Regions from separate parts of the Zea mays genome. Here region 2 is linked to region 1. The links are chromatin contacts, called in public Hi-C maps. All regions are on one chromosome and are shown on one strand. The core of a region is the stretch at or near the end of the contact, and the rest is flanking DNA. Distances in the headings are between cores, read along the strand shown. Region 1 has its middle 4.2 kb from the start of LOC100281430. Region 2 holds the start of LOC103630478 (putative nuclease HARBI1).

Evidence for each region. Hi-C and Micro-C count contacts between places; a contact is called where the count stands out from the background.
Region 2: a contact with region 1 is called in a Hi-C map of ear, with 2.1 times the contacts expected there. The contact joins the promoter of LOC103630478 here to the enhancer-like site in region 1.

Annotation. Positions count from the first base shown.
Region 1 is chr6:164,460,972-164,465,663 of Zm-B73-REFERENCE-NAM-5.0, reverse strand. No RefSeq gene overlaps it. Among protein-coding and RNA genes, the nearest start is that of LOC100281430, 4.2 kb to the right of the region's middle. Within about 2 kb of position 2,518, at least 19 of the 20 cell types and tissues checked have an H3K27ac peak or open chromatin away from gene starts, as enhancers often do. A contact at or near this core is called in ear, where this site is marked.
Region 2 is chr6:164,678,614-164,683,305 of Zm-B73-REFERENCE-NAM-5.0, reverse strand. It overlaps LOC103630478 (putative nuclease HARBI1), which reads left to right and starts at 2,372. Exons shown (of 3, transcript XM_008651526.2): 1 at 2,372-2,650; 2 at 2,758-3,245; 3 at 3,321-4,028. The coding sequence starts at 2,563. The coding sequence ends at 4,022. It overlaps LOC103630481 (TOM1-like protein 6), which reads right to left and starts at 2,238. Exons shown (of 4, transcript XM_020539590.3): 1 at 1,934-2,238; 2 at 891-969; 3 at 671-769. The coding sequence starts at 2,073.

The DNA.
Region 1 (4,692 bases), core at 1,269-3,768:
GCAAGGGACGTGCCTGCCGGCTAACCTTCCGGATGTTCGGACGACTCCATGCCTACTGCGCGCGCGTTCAATTCGCTAGCCACACCTCCATTGTATGGCCATACAGACGCACGTACGCACGGCCACACCGACACCGACACGCACGGCCACCTTTTTACCCAGTGGAGGAGTAGGGGTACTGGCTAGCTAGTCGATCAAGGACAGAGATGCTCCCGCCTCCCTGTCCCTGTGTGTATATATGGTGGTGATACTGATACAGTTGGCAAGTATGAAAAAAGATGGATGGAGCAACGATTTCTATCATATATATATTAGTGGTTTATACTTTTCAAAGTTCTCGAGGTCTTCGTAGAAGAAATAAAGAAGAAAAGTACTAGCAGTGTGTCTGGATAATTCTGAACCATATATATATACCAATCATTGTAAAGAGGATGCGATTCCCTATTTTGATTTTAAATTAAACCGAATTACACAAAGTTCGACCGAGTATATAAAAGAAGTAATCTCTAACAAACTGAATAGATACATCAAAAAAACATGTTTTCCCGATCGGTCGAATTTAAAAAGTTGTCATATAGACTTGATTAAACTCTACACGGCTCGGTTAGACTCAGCACTACCACAGGACGCACGGATCCAAAGCTCAACCATTGGTGTCATGCCTCTAATAACAACAACACCAACACCGACTTTTCTTTTTTTATTTGTAAAAAAAAAATAGCACCAGTGACTTTGAACAAAAGACCTATATATCGTTACTACTCATGGTATTTATTAATAAATCTATCGATCATCGTAATAATCTCTGCTTTCCTTCAGTCCATTTGCCATTGTATACGTCCAACACGCGCGCCTTTGGACGACCTATATATATAAGCACTGCCTAATGCCGACCCTATTTCTAGCTAGCTGTATAGACGAAAATACCCTTGTTCGACTTGTCGTCTCTACGTACTCCATCCCGGCCGGCCGGCCATCTCCGACGTACGACACCCCCAGAGCCACACATCTCTTAGAGAATAGAGACGCCATGCCCGGTGGCCACGCCGCCCAATGATGTCCAGGAGATGCACCGGTTTGCTGGACGGAGGTGGTGTAGTGGTAGTGTAGTAGGCAATTGGCCGGCCCCCCCAGAAGACATATATATATGAAGCATGTATACGTACTGTAGTTGAATGCATGTGACCGGTGGGCTACAGGAGGACGGAGCCAACTCAGATCTGCTGGTGTATAGTCTGATGGATCGATCACCGGCGGCCGGCCGCCGGAACCACGGCGACGCAGCAGATCTGCTAGTATAGCATATATAGCACTACTGTAGTTTATGCGCGCCCTCTCCTGCTCTCCATCGTGGAGCTCCATTTTTATGGCGACCGTGACGCGACGGGCGGCTCAGGACCACTCAAGGCTTCTCCGCTTCTGTGTGGTTATCTCTATGGATCGGTCGCGGTGATTCTGCAGCCGCCTGCACTGCCCCTTCGCAATCGTAGCGAGCGAGCGAGAGGGGTAGATGCATGCATGGACAAGCTACTTCTTCCCTTCATGACTACTGATCGTGTGCCTTCAAATCATGTTCGCCACTTCCCTTTCTCGGTGGCTGGCGGACGGAGGGATAGCTAGCTAGGTACGTGATCAGTTCGATCGACTCGCACGCAGCTGTCTCGCTGGTTTCTTCGGATGTAGGCAACCTAGAGAAGAAGAGTACGTACGTACAAGAAGATAAAGGCAAAGCACGCACGCGCGCGAGATGAGATGTGTCGTCGTCAGTCACTGCTGTGCTTGCAAAAGTCGTGCATGCATGATGCATCTGTTATCCTCCATCGCGGTGGTAGCTAGCTCCTAGCTAGCTAGGCTGTGCCCCCCGGCCGGCCTACCGTGTCTGTCTGTCTGTCATCCGGCCGGTGCTTAATTGTACGGGCACTACCTACCAGTCAGCAAGAACGTAACTAGCTGATCGTTGTCAATATATCGCGTTCTTCCTACTAGCTAGCTCCATGAACGACGTGCAGGCACACACGTACGTGTCGAACCGCCATGAACAGGACACTAGTGGCACGGCGCCGGCCGCCGGGGATATGATGCACGTACGTGTACCTGGAGGAGTAGACTGTAGCTAACAGTTGGCACACCGTCGACCGGAATACATGCATGTTGCATTGGCGGTAATGTCGACTCAGGCTACACTACTAGTACTAGCTAGGCGGCGCGGTCCACCCTAAGCTAAGCACTAAGCTTGTTGTTGTTGGGACCAGCAAATGGAAATCAGGTCCATAAATATTAAAATACCATGGTTTTGGTAGAGCTTGTATATTCTTAGGAGGGAGTGAATGCACATATGTTCCACTGCCACATACAGAAGACTGACTCTGACTGTTCCGAGGTCAGAACGAATCTGGGCCACACGGCAAAAGCGAAAAAGGATCGGAACGGCAGCACGGCGGGCCGGACGTACAGTGCCTCCATTTTCGCGCAAAAACAGGCCCATTACTGAGCGAAGGCGGTGGCCGGTGGTCCAGGCACCACACCAGCGAGCGACGCCCAATAATCAGGTCTTCGGCGCCATGCGCGGGCCGGGTGGCCGTCGCATACCAGTCGAGCTGTCGAGCCAGTCGGCGGTGCACGGTAACGGGGGAGTGGGTACCGTACTTGCCAGGACTGCTCCCTTCGGTGGGTCGTTTTGTCACGCACCGGCTCGAGCTCGACTCACCAGCCATCGCCAGCTTTTGGAAATTCGAACCCTTCTGCTTTGGAGTACATACAGGCGAAAGGTACGCTTCAACACTGCCGCGCGCTCGTTCGCGGAGCCGTTCAGATGATGGGGACCGGAGCGCCAGCTGGTGGGGAGAGAGGACGGTCCACGACGAAAGTTTATGGGTTGGTAGGTACGATGACGGTTTAAAAAAAAAGATTGATGATTAAGAAACAGTTACGAAATTAATTTGTTAAGAAAATAAAAGTTACGTGATTACTTCATTATCTGGATTTAAAAATAAGGGACATATTTAGTGCACATGGAAACTTAGTGCACATGGTGCCCATAGTAAATCATCACTATACAATTTAGATCTAACGTCTCTGGTGGTTGATCATTCCAGTTTACAAATAACACCTTCCACCACTACAACCCACTACGTCGGAGGGTGTCCTTAAAAAAATATACCAAACAAATATAAACGTTAGATCTAATATGAGTGGTGATGATTTATTATATGCACCATGTACACTAAACTTTCATGTGCATCAGATATGTCCTCTTTAAAAATGGTAATCGTGCAAGTGGAATTGGGTTTCTGCTGTAGAAAATACTATGTATTGAATTCGTTATCATGTGGCCTCGTGGAGTTGTGGGGGTTTAGCGGCACAGACCAATTAAACTACTATAGCATAATAGATTTATATAATACTATTGGCTACGCGAGAAGATATCTATGTGTTATACATTGTGGAGTAGAAATATGACCTACTATATAGATATATAAAATCAATTTAATTACATCGGAGAGCTAGACATTTATATCTAAACTTTGCAAGTTGGTAGGATGTCAAATTTCAAGCCAAATAGTCCACTCTATAGAGTAGATTTCAATTCCTCTAAAATAAAGGAATCCAAACTGCACCAATAAAAATTTGGCTTATGTCCTAAACATACCACACAAACATATCTCTCTCTCTCTCTCTAAAAAAAAACTTAAGTTGCCAAAGCCAAACAAGTCAAACGGAAGCCAAGACTGTTAAAGCGGAAGCCAAAACAAGTGATGGAAGCATCCGGGAAAACTATGAAACTAATTTGACCACTAGCGTGGAGGTTCTGCATTTTAGTTCGGAGGTTCCACGACCACGACCATAGATTTCAGCGGTCCGAACCAAAAGGAGAAAAACTAAAACTTGATCGAACAAACTTCGAGTAAGCTAAAATTTTGCACACGTCTTTTTTTAGAAAGTTTTAAAAATGTCCAGAGAATTAAAAAGCAAAAAAAAATATCAAAGCTTGGACGTCAGAAAAAAAAACTCTCAAACCGACGGTTTTGAGGTTCAAACCCATCTTAAGAAGCGTATTCGTTACCACTACTGCGAAGATGATTTTACGAGGCAGTGCCCAGGGGTTAGTGGAGGGTGGCACAATATGATGTTGCCTCCTTTAATCGCTGATAGGCCCCACAGCAATCAAAGTGCGATCATCTCTCTCTGATAAATCGCTTATATATTGCTCATCACATATATGAACACATCCTGACCATATATTGACAGCAGAGAGCACGACAACCTAATCCCTTGCTCAACGGCAAGCTTTCTCATGTGGGATGAACGAACAGAAATGCGCTGAAGCGTTCAGCACCAACAATCCATCATACCGTCATCTACTCATCTGACCGATGTGCTGCATTCTTTTTTTTTTTTTTGGTTTGAGAGGGGAGATTTTGAGGCGTTGTACACTGGTGTAAGTAACTCACCGACGTACCTAAGTCAACGACTGAAAGCTATGTCGTCACAGCAGCAGAAGATATAGTACAATGGAACCATGAAGACCGGTTCTCCTCTCGCACTTCCTTGTTATTCCTAAGCCTAGTTCGGTTTTATCGGTTTCAGATAGGTCCGTTCCATCCGAAATTATTTGATTTGGATTTAAATTAGAACCAATCTAAATGGTTGGCTATTTGGATAGACCTATTCCGTAATAAAATCAGGTCATTT
Region 2 (4,692 bases), core at 1,123-3,622, 220 kb before region 1:
ATCAAATATTATGATCTGTAGAAACACAAACTGCAACCTCAAGTACTTCACACACTAACAGCCAGAACTCAGAAGGTTACTTGGAAGAAGAATAATGGTTTTGCCTAAAACACAAATTAACATGAATAAGTTGGTGGTGAAAAGTAAATACCCATACTGAACCCATAAAAAATCAAGGAAAAGATGACTTGAAATGGCCAGATAATTCTCGTGTTGTAAAGACTGATCAACCAAACTACAAAAGGATATTAGCAGCTCTTCCGTTCATTATTCTATTATTAGCAAACACATAAGCAGGCAATGGTTAACATTTGAAGGCAAGTTGAAAACTAATGATTATTTGGAGTACAAGATAAAATCCAAGCATGTGGTTCCAAGCTGAAATGAAATTTGCAGAACTATTAAAACAATAAACAGGATGGTACAAACCACCCCAAAACAAACTGACCTGACCAAACATAGTTAAAGCTTGCTACACAATGATTTTTTTTTCAATGGTTATACCTCATGGAGTTCAAAATATATATGAAAAACATTTATGCATAACACTGGAAATAGTTTAGCTAATTTTGGTGAAACTTTAAAACTGACAGATCCTTCAACATCCAACTATTCTTGTTTCTCTTAGCAACATAATAACAGTGATAATAGGAGAGGATGATGAAAATACCCTCTTCTGGACAATTTTAACAATCTCTTGTAAAATATGCTGATCAACAACTTCAAAATGAACATATTCACCACAGTTCTTCATCATTGTCTCCAATAACTGCAGAAATTCAACAGGAGGTATGAACAGTTAAAAATATTTCATGTGCATAAAATACTTGTAATCCCACACCAAATATTACAGAAACATCATTGATCATGAGATTGATTATAGTCCGCACCGTCAAAGTAAAGAATTTAACTTTTGGATCCTTATGCTGCAATCGCTTCTTCACAGCTTTTACTATATCCTTCGTTTGCCTGATTCAGAGTCATAATACATAAGTTCCGAGCCAGGAAAATCAGAAATGCAATTATTTAAGATATTCTGCTTATGTCTCCTGATGGTGATGTCTAAACAGAATAGTCTAGCTTACAGTTCGGATTTTGTAGGCTTCTATTTAAAACCTATAATAAAAGATAAATCATGAAAAAATGCAAATCCCACAGAATATATGATTGTAAATAAATGACTCGTTATAAAATGGAAAGTGACCAATACCCATACCCCCAAGTCCCTCTATGAATTCCAAAATGCACCTGTTACCCTGAAAAACAACTATAGCGAGATTCGGGTTGTTGCCATTACAGAGAATGGCAAAACTACCTCTAGGCTTCATCTTTCCCATTTGCTGTGAAAGAAAGCAAGCACTTGAACTTGCCACTAAAACAGTATTGCATCACGACGAGACCCCATGTAGCTAAGCTGCTCCACAGTTTGAGGTAAGTTCCGTAGATAAGTATCAGCGGACGCAGACAGGACTCCACCTGAGCTGAAGCTCCAGCTTAAGATTTTTCAACATCTATACTACTTGCCACCCTATGGTAAAAGTTGGCATGCAAAGTCCTCTGCTTGGTGCATAATGCCCCCTCCGAACAACATAGAGCAACAGAAAAGAAAGCAGCCGAGAGCCACAGGCCGGTTACTTCCCAGAAATCACGTTAACTACTAGTCTGTAGCCAGCAACAACCCTCAAATCGGCCCCAGAAGCGATCAGGTCAACGGCCCCAAACCAATACCCCAACCAGAGGAGTTCCCATGAGCAGTGCGAGCCGCGACGCGAGGCAACGGAATTTGCAAAGCCGCGCCGCCGTTACAGCCCGTGCAGGAAGAACCCCAAACATGTTTCGAAATCCCACCACACACACACACACACAAATATAGCAAGCGAGAGAGAGAGAGAGAGAGAGAGAGAGAGAGAGAGAGGGCAACGATCGCTCGTACCAGCGGTCGGCGTTGAGGGTGTCGCAGATTTCGAGGTTGACGGCCCAGTCGGGGCCCTGCAGCAGGTGGCTCGTGGCCTTGTCCACCCGCGACGCCGCCGGCAGCCGCGCCGGCGGCGTGCCCGTCACCACCGGGTACATCGCCCGTCCTCCTCGGCCGCCTCTCGCCGCGGAGCAGGCGAGGCCGGACGCGCTCACGATTCCGGCGCTTTGCGGTGGGGCTCGGGAGCCGTGCGCGGTACGGCGCTCTAGAAACTCGTCGTCTCAATGCGCACGCGATGTGGAACGGAGAACGGGGGGAGAGAGAGAGACTGAGAGAGAGTACAGGATAGGGGCTCCTTTGGAACACAGGATTTCAGAACCACGGGAATAGGAAAAACTCAGGAAATAGAATGGATGTATTTTCTAATCCTATAGGATTCAAAACCAGAGGAAGATGATAGAAGGCTTATTTGGCTACAGCGTAGGAAAAAGTAAAGGAAGTAAGAAGTTTGAAATATCATTTTTTTTAAGTTTGAAACTAGCCGTTGTTGCTGCGTGCTCACGAGGCTCCCTAGCCGTTGCGTTACTGCATACAGGTGTATATATATATATATATGCGCTCATCAGCTTGCTGCCTCTCACTCTCTCATGCCAACAACTTCATTTCCACAACAGCAAGCAAATCCTTCTACAGGCTACTTGATTGTCTATATATCTTGCATTCGGTTGCACAAAGGTTGGTTCGTTACTGTCTTATGTGACTACGCTAATGTATTTCTAATCAAAATTTTATATTTCCACCTTTGTATTAATTATCCATTTTGGGATTTCCTTTATCTTCAGTACCCATGAATCCAACGAACTATCGTAGATCACAAAGTGAGGATGAGTTTGTCTTTTTTGTTCTTCCTACCTTACAAGTAGAATCATCACACTCATCTGAGAAGAGGCCTATGCATACATCAGAAATGACAGGGGCTCGACGAGTTACAGAGATATTAACAGGACATGAGAGTTTATGCAAAAGACATTTCCGAATGGAGGTTGGAATTTTTCAAGCCTTGGTCAATAAATTGCGTGAAAAAAATCTCCTTGCTGATACAAGAGCAATTGCAGTGGAAGAGCAAGTTGCTATTTTCTTATATGCAATGGCAAAAAATGCAAGTAATGAAACCTTACAAGAATTTTTTCAACATAGTGGAGAAACAATTAGTCGACACTTTGCAGCGGTTCTTGATGCAATCACACAGCTCACATGTGTCTACATATGTCCACCTTCCTTGCAACCCCATCCAATCTTAAGCAGACCCCAATTTTACCCCTTTTTCCAGGTATGAGTACAAAATACATAACATATTATTGATAATTTATTCTATGATAATTAAATATATTTTTCGTTTTTGTAGGACTGTATTGGTGCTATAGATGGTACACATGTTCCAATGACCATTCCATTACAACAACAAGAGCCATACAGGAATAGGAAGCAGACCATCTCACAAAATGTTATGGTCGCTTGTGACTTTGATCTGAAATTTGTACATGTGCATGCTGGCTGGGAGGGATCAGCATCAGATGCAAGGGTTCTACAAGATGCACTTACCCATGGATTTCATATACCTCATGGTAAATTTTATCTCGTAGATGCTGGTTATGCAAATACACCACAATTTCTTGCACCATATCGTGGCACTAGGTACCATATACAAGAACAGGGGAGAGCTCGTCAAAGGCCACGAGATTACAAGGAACTATTCAACCTTCGCCATGCACAACTACGCAATCATATTGAGAGAACTATTGGTATTCTGAAAATGAGATTTCCTATTTTAAGAACTGCGTCTCGCTACCCAGTTCAAAAGCAAATTGACATATCTGTTGCCTGTTGTGTTCTACATAATTTCATACGTCTACATAATGGTGACATGTCATGGTCAAACAATGATATCATGGAGATTGATCCACGCCAAATCGTTGATGTGCCAAGTGGAGATAACAATTATCATAGTGACATACAAGCATTTAATTACTCTAGAGATGCTGGAAATCAAATGCGAGATCATATAGCAGAACAGATGTGGGCACAATATTCAGCGCGAAGAGCTTAACATAATGTAAACTACACAATCATTATATGATAATATATTTCCATATCGATTTATCTTCTTAGACATGATTGGAGTCCAGAACTTGAGATAAGGTTACCTCCTTACCAAAATACATAACAAACACATACTACCCAGGTCAGCTTAGTAAAAAGCATGTTCTACTTACCAAAAGATTAGAACCTCTGCTTGCCAAAAGATTAGAGGCTCTAAATTATACCAAAAGATTAGATGCCTTACTTGCTTTCTATTTCTAATTCTGGTGATCTGCTATCTTACCAATCTCCCTTGTAATCCAAGCTAATCTTAATGCGTCATTTTTAAATGATAAGAATACTTCCCTGTTATCCTTAGTCTTGAATATATCAGATGCCATCAATAGATCTCCCACTTGCAGACCATCCAAATCTTCAAGCACAGTAATACACTTGTTGATGCTGTAAGGATCTTCCAATTTCTTCTCTTCAATGGCAGCAAATCGATCTATTTCTTCTTTCTTTAGTTTTAGGTATCTTTCATGAAATCCATCAGGAGGGCTAGCAGATTTGTTTTTTTTCTTCTTTCCACGTCGAGAATCAGGAAGCTCTGAAGTTATTTGTGTGGAACTAGGTGGGACTTCCTTTTCATGAACCTGAGCAGATGGGTATTGTGATAAGCCCAAATTTCCCTCAAT